Linked DNA regions of Callithrix jacchus: region 1 is linked to region 2. A link is a contact called in public Hi-C data. All regions are on one chromosome and are shown on one strand. The core of a region is the stretch at or near the end of the contact, and the rest is flanking DNA. Distances in the headings are between cores, read along the strand shown. Region 1 overlaps CELF2 (CUGBP Elav-like family member 2). Region 2 overlaps CELF2 (CUGBP Elav-like family member 2).

What was found. A called contact is a pair of places that touch in the nucleus more often than the background predicts.
Region 1: a contact with region 2 is called in a Hi-C map of skeletal muscle, with 4 times the contacts expected there. The contact joins two enhancer-like sites. A contact is called at or near these places in 2 of 3 Hi-C or Micro-C datasets (both in skeletal muscle).

Annotation. Positions count from the first base shown.
Region 1 is chr7:2,993,344-2,996,671 of calJac240_pri, forward strand. All of the region lies in intron 3 of CELF2 (CUGBP Elav-like family member 2), which reads right to left. Among named protein-coding and RNA genes, the nearest start is that of USP6NL, 600 kb to the left of the region's middle. Within about 2 kb of position 1,423, at least 1 of the 16 cell types and tissues checked has an H3K27ac peak or open chromatin away from gene starts, as enhancers often do. A contact at or near this core is called in skeletal muscle, where this site is marked.
Region 2 is chr7:2,858,635-2,861,955 of calJac240_pri, forward strand. All of the region lies in intron 7 of CELF2 (CUGBP Elav-like family member 2), which reads right to left. The region is part of intron 3 of LOC144576862; the gene reads left to right. Among named protein-coding and RNA genes, the nearest start is that of USP6NL, 470 kb to the left of the region's middle. Within about 2 kb of position 1,912, at least 2 of the 16 cell types and tissues checked have an H3K27ac peak or open chromatin away from gene starts, as enhancers often do. A contact at or near this core is called in skeletal muscle, where this site is marked.

The DNA of each region.
Region 1 (3,328 bases), core at 173-2,672, 130 kb after region 2:
TCCATTCAACAGCTTCTTAAAAACACAATGGAAGCCAGGTCAGAAACCGAGATTTGCCAGAGATGCCTTAATTGGCTGGTGTACCTGACCTGGGGGTGGAGTGTTCCAGATTCTACACGATGAACTCCTAATCTGCCATCATTCTAGGTGATACGGTTATCTGGCAAACACGGACAAAATAAAGCCCCCGGTCAGTCTGCATTAAGCCCTTCCTTGGGGAGCACATCTCCTCAGTTGAATAGACATCATCTCTGCTCTCGCCTGTCTCTACTCTGTCACCAGAGCATTTCTTTGTGCATGCTGGGCTCCATGTATCCAGAATATGACCTCCTGAAACATAGTTTCTGCAAGAAGCACTATGGGGCATCCTTTGCTAAGAAACAGACACAGCAAAACCATTTTTTCCCCCACAAATAAGTCAAAGACAGTACGAAAACATACTAGCCTCTCAGCACCAGGCAAGCTTACTTCACTGCACTAACAAGAAAGTTAACTTGTATTTACTTTTGTGTTTTACTAATGTATGCATCTCTATTTGACCAGGAGCTCCTGAAGAGCATGAACCATTTGTTTCTGTTCATCACTGTATCCCCAGTACAACGTGGTACCAACCACATAGTAGGGCCTCAGATACTTAAGGGAGGATGAGAAGAAACAAAAGAAGAAAGGAGAGAAGGGAGGGGCAGCAAGGACAGAGGGAGAGAGGAATGAAGGCAAAAGCAAAGGCTACTACCAAACGGAAAACACTGTTTAATGGGTTGGCATCAGAAGAATTTGCCTAATTTCTTTCATGCAAACAGTCCAGACCTGCACAGATTCCAGCATCTTATGTGTGCTATTTATTCACAAGCCCAGAGAGACTGGCTAGCCTCTGAAAACACTAAGATAGGTCTTAAAATTTTATATCAACCATGTAATTGGACCCATCAAGGGAGAAATTGGTTTTCTATGCCTGGAAATTGGTGGGAATTTTACTATTTCTGAATTTGCAAAATAGTATGCAGTTGAAAAGTCCAATTGTGTAGACTTATAAACTTCTTAGGCAAGATATGGGGCTAAGGTGGTGATTTCTGTCCCTGACAGGAACATGCCTTGGGGTGTAAATAATGGCGACTGTAGACACTGGGCTCATTTACAGGCTATACACCTACTTGCAAGCTCTTGGCACGTCTGCAAATGGACGCGCTTAAAAGCTGTTGATTTGAGAGGCACGGGGTGGCCAATCCGTGCAGTCTGAGCTGCACCTGCAGTAATTCTGCACTTCAAGGACTCCAAGCTTCAGGCAGGAGCACTCACAAGGTATCCATAAGAGCCTCAGCGCTATCTGTAGTGCTGCTTTAAGTCTCACTATGGCCCTTTTCTGTTTTCAGATAGTAATCTAGGAAATCAAGGGCCCAAACCAGCCACAGCATGGATGGGCTGCAAGGGTTGGAGAGGGGTGGGGAAGCTGGAGGAGAAATTAAGCACTCCCTAGATGCAGCAAAGGTGAGAGCAAAGGCTGTTTGAGGGTTTCACAGCTGAATGCAGCTGTCCTAGATGGGATTTTTGAGGAGCAAGAGGGCTGCCTGAATGCCAGCCAGTACCTGTGGTGGGGAAGGGAAGGGTCTTTGGAGATGCAGAAATTTCAGTTGCATGGATGGTGTGGGTCATTAACATGTCTCGAAATAACAATAAGTAAGCCTGAAATCTGATGGTCTCTTGGTTCGTTTTCCGTTATTCAACAATGACTGAAACAGTGGAAATGAAACCCTGTTAGAACATTAACGACTCAGGAGCAAAATCCAGCAAAGCTTTGCTTTTTGCTTCTAGCGGGAGAGAGCACAGGGAATGGCAACAGTTTTGCTATCTGCTACCAACTATTTGGGGAATATTTGCTCCTTGGGACTACTAAGTAGGGTATCCTTTTCTGCACTGATGTGTAAATTAAGAGCTAAATATGCGTACATCTGTAAGCAAATGACTATCCTTCTGGTAAATCAACTCTGAAGAGAGTATCCCCCCACACCTGGCGAAGATGCTTGACACACACAGCATGCTCCAAGGATGCTTGCTGACTCAAATGAACCTCTCCTTTCACCTGGAGAATTAGCACGGATTCCACCAAACTCTGCTTATGTCAGCAAAATTAACTGCTGGGAAATGGAAGCATAAATAAGTAACTAAATGGCTTGTGGTGAAAGTTGTACAATTATGTACGATTAACAAAATTCAAACATCCCTTTAAAGTAATGAACTCCATTACATGCAAATAATATCTCAATAAACCAAAAAGGGGGGGAAAAACCAACCAGCCAGGAAAAGAAAATAAACACTGCCCTTAGGATATAAACCCACATATACCCATCCTCTTGATCACTGTGGTGTTCCAGCCCCTTTGCTCACTACAGGGGGGGATAAAAGCTTTCTTCGTGTGTACATTTGCAACTTGTATTTCTTTTCATGTGAAAAGCCTATTTGTACATTTGTATCCCTCACCCATTTTTTTTCTTGCGGTTTTTGATTTTTTTAAAACAATTTATGAAAGTTTAAATATTAAAAAATAGTTAATTTGTTGGTAAAAAGTAACTAAAGATTTATACAAACATGACATTTCTGAATGACACATTTCTTCCAGAATCGATAAAATAAGTTATTAATGGGTAAGCCTATGCTAGAGAAAGCTGTAAATTTGATTGTTATAAGACATTATTTTTCTGTTTAAAATTTTAAGGTGCTATGAAAGAAATTAGGTCTGCTATCCTGAATCCGTACTCCCCAGCTTCTTCAGAGGTAGTGGACAGCTGACATGTAATGTTCCTTAGGACAAGGCTTGTACCAAAATAACATCTGACTTTTAGGAAGCCTATCTACTCAATTTCACCAAGCGAATTTACTGCTCTATTTTATCAAGGTCTCTTAACTATGCTCAAGTTTTTGCAAGAAATCTAAAGTTTAAGGGAGAAACAATTATGCCTTCAGACCCTACTGCCTTCATTATTACAGGGACACAGAAGGTGACACGGTGGCACCACTTTTTTGGTGCATCATCTTGTTGAAGACTCATCAGTCCTGATCTAGTTTCAGACTTGTTCATGTATCTGGTCAACTGGATGGTGGCTCGACAAAGTTCCTGAAGCAGGCCATTCTGTCTGAGCATCTCCACTCACCTTTCCTGACAAAGTCACCATCGGAGACAGGCCGGGGAGCAGGGCTCCTCCATCCTCATTTCACAGAGAGTGACACAGGAGTTAAGTGACTTGCAAAAGGTCACACAAGCAGTCATCGGTCAAGACCAAAAATAGAACTGGGGATTGCTGACCTCCTTGTCTCCTGCTCAAATGATTCAAGG
Region 2 (3,321 bases), core at 662-3,161:
GTTGTAATAGTCAAAAGCCTGTCCCTGTATCCTGATCAGATATGACAAAAACAAATGAGGATTTAATAGCTAAATCCAGTCTGTACTTGCCAACATCCCTGAAAATATTGCCAATCCATTTGTCAAGGGTTTTGGCAGGGGAATGTTGGAACACCATAAACACAGCTGGAATATTCTTAAACAAGCAGAAAGTTACCTTAAATGGCAGTGAAGATTTGTCTACAGTTTGCGGGGGGAAAACAAAATAAACTCCTTTACTGTCTCTGGGTTACAGATATTCAACTGTAATGGTGCAGAAAACCCTGTACCTAAATAGCACATGCTGACTGTGGGATTCTGGGTAAGTGAGAGCGTGTGTATTTTGGGAAATCAACATGCTAAGGTGATGCTGTCAGTTAAGTACATTTGACTTAGAAAGTTCAGGCTCTGCTTTTAAGAGCAAACTCCTTATTTGAATTGCCACATGTGGGCCCACGGCATCCTGTTCCTTTTCTCCATGAAGGCTTCTACAGCAGGCCTGAAGAGCCTGAGCAGCCACTGCAGAAGGAGCTGAGCCTCCCATAGTTGCTTGGAAGCATTTCAGTGTTTTCCAAGTTAGAGAAGATGCAGAAGGGGTTACTTCCCCAAAGGGAGAAATGCATATTGAGATATGCCCACGCTGCCTCAAGCCAGGAAACATCCTCAGATCTTTGAGTGGCTCCAAGTGCTTGGCAGGTGTTAGGTGCTTTCTACTTAGAGAGTCGTGACAATTTCCTGAGGGTGTGTGCCCTGGAACTTGGGCTGGGGCTGGCGAATAATGATGGGATTTTTAAAATATTTTTTTCTTGCCAACAGGTGGATCACGACTTTAAAAAAAAAAAGGCATTGATTCTAACCGAAAGTATAGCATGGCTTGATGGGTACAGTGTCGGCCAGGGCAGGGCACCTCTCTGATACGGTGGGGCAACTGAGTCAGGTAGCCTGGAGAAACCTCAGTCTAATGCTCTTAGGAAGGGCCTGAGACTACTGAAGTGGCGGGGGAGAAATGGCATTAGAAATCTGTGAGGAGCCAGCCAGCCTAGGTGCGTCCTTTGTGTTCATCCTTGTAGTGAACTGGGCAAAAGCAGACAAAGTAAGGGGAAGCACTCAGCTGCACTTCTGTCTCACATAATCCAAGAGTTTGATTTGAACACTTTCTCACAGAAGAGGGTATACCCTGGTTTTGTATTAGAAGGTACTTTGCTGAGCTTTTGTTTCTCTTAATTATTTATTTTTAAACAGCTGAGCCAGCAATAGACATTAAGAATAGAAATGCTGAATGCCCTTCATCTGCAGTGCCACTAATGGGAGACACTTACTAATATTGGATTGAAAACTGCAATTCTTTAATGAAAGTAAAATGGCAGCATGAAAGAATTGTTCTTTTAACAAATACACCGACTCAGGAGCAGCCCCGTAGCCAGGAGTCCCTGGGTCCTGCTAATCGAAAAACATACCATTGTCTGTCTTTATATCTCAGAATGGTTATAAATGAGTATTTTCCTTTTCTTTTTTTTGGCAATAGGGAATTCTCATCAGTTCACCAGAAATGACTTTTCTGCTGTTAAACAATAAAAAGAGTGAGGGAGGAGTTTTCTCCTCTTTACGCTGAGCCGACATTTGCATAAAATATTAATGGGAATGCTCCCTGTCACTGGTTGCAGGGACAGGCTGCTGCTGGTGTCAAGTGCTGGTTAATCAACCAAACGGCAGATCAGATTAGCTAAGTTCTCTTGTTAAGTACTGTGTGTCCTGCTCTTTCCCATGGAGGTTCTTTCTGGCTGCTTCCAAACCTGATCTGCAGAAATAACCGATGTCTGCTCGAGGAGCTCTGAACGCTGCAGGCAGCAATGCTGTTCATTACTGTCCCCACTGGGCAGAGTGTGCCAGAGAGTCACTGCCTAGAGCAGCCAGGCCAGCAGAGGGGGAGCACAGATCAAGCGCACACACTGCCCACCCGGGGTCCCCTAACCCATGCAGATAGTATGCGCAGGCGGAAAGCTACCACACCAGTAACGAGTGACTCCCTGCAAGAGGAGCAGGGCAGATATATTTACAAATGGGGACCTCAGGACAGAGGTCAGAAAATAAAATTACTGAAGTTCTATTTCATTTCAGTACAAGTTGTGGGACTGGAACTTGGGGTCAATGCCCCCTAAGCCATGATATATTTCATCATGATTAATTTAAGGGCTCTCCTTGTGCCATTTCTCCTTACCTTGGAGAATGAAAATTACAAGGGTTACACTGAAGTGTGATTGAGAACAACAACAGAAGATAATAGGGATTCTAATTACCAAATTGGCACCAGAAAAGGGATTACAAAACTATGATCATATCTTTCCACATATTTTATTCTTTGCTTAGCCACACTTTTTCCCACAGTACTTTCTCTCCTAGTTTGTCTCTTTAAGTGGAGATATATATATATATATATATATATAACGACTGCAGAAGAATTGGACGACCCGGTGTGATCACAAGCTCTGCTGGTTTGAGTCACTAGGAAGGCATACTAGCAACCCTTGGCTGGTGAGGCTGTTCAGGAGCCAGAGGTGGGGCGATCCATCACAACAATGGATGGCTTTGCTTGCCCCTGATGATGCACAGGTGAAAAGCTGCAGAGGAGCCCCAGGTACTGGATCTGCTAATCCAGAATCACACTCAACAGAATGGCTTGTTCAGCTTTTAGAGAATCACATCTTTTAAGTGAGTGTTATATAACACAAATTTCAGAATTGTTAGAGAATGCATAAACTGTGATTTCCACGCCGCCTTTTTTTTTTTTTTTTTTAAACCACGTTCAGAAGAAAACACAGGAATCAAAAGCTTGGCGTGGTTCCACCTCCCCCTTGTTTTCCTCTAGACCACCTCCATACTGGGGCTCCGGAGGTGGCTGTAGGTGGGCACTTTTGTTCTCCAGGTCTTCCGTTCTGGCAGCTGACATCATGAGGCTTTATGTTTAAAAATCAAAAGAACAATGTGCTTCCTCACATGGTACTGAAGTTAGGTACAACTAGTGAGAGGGATGAAAACTCGTGCTTTCATCCTCATGACCCTATTTTTTTCTTTCAACATGTGGTTTGGGGTGCCAGTGCTGGCCCAGAGCCAGAGTTTGAGAACGAAACCAAGTTCCTCATTTGCCCCACAGAAACTGCACTGGTAATTACAGTAATAAAAGAATGAAAACCTTCTCCATGTTGCTAAAAATACGGATTTCTTGCAAGAAGTGAAAAACACATTTTATATATACATTTCCACCTCGGACTGACTCAGGTAACGGCAGTCAGACGAATGTCAACC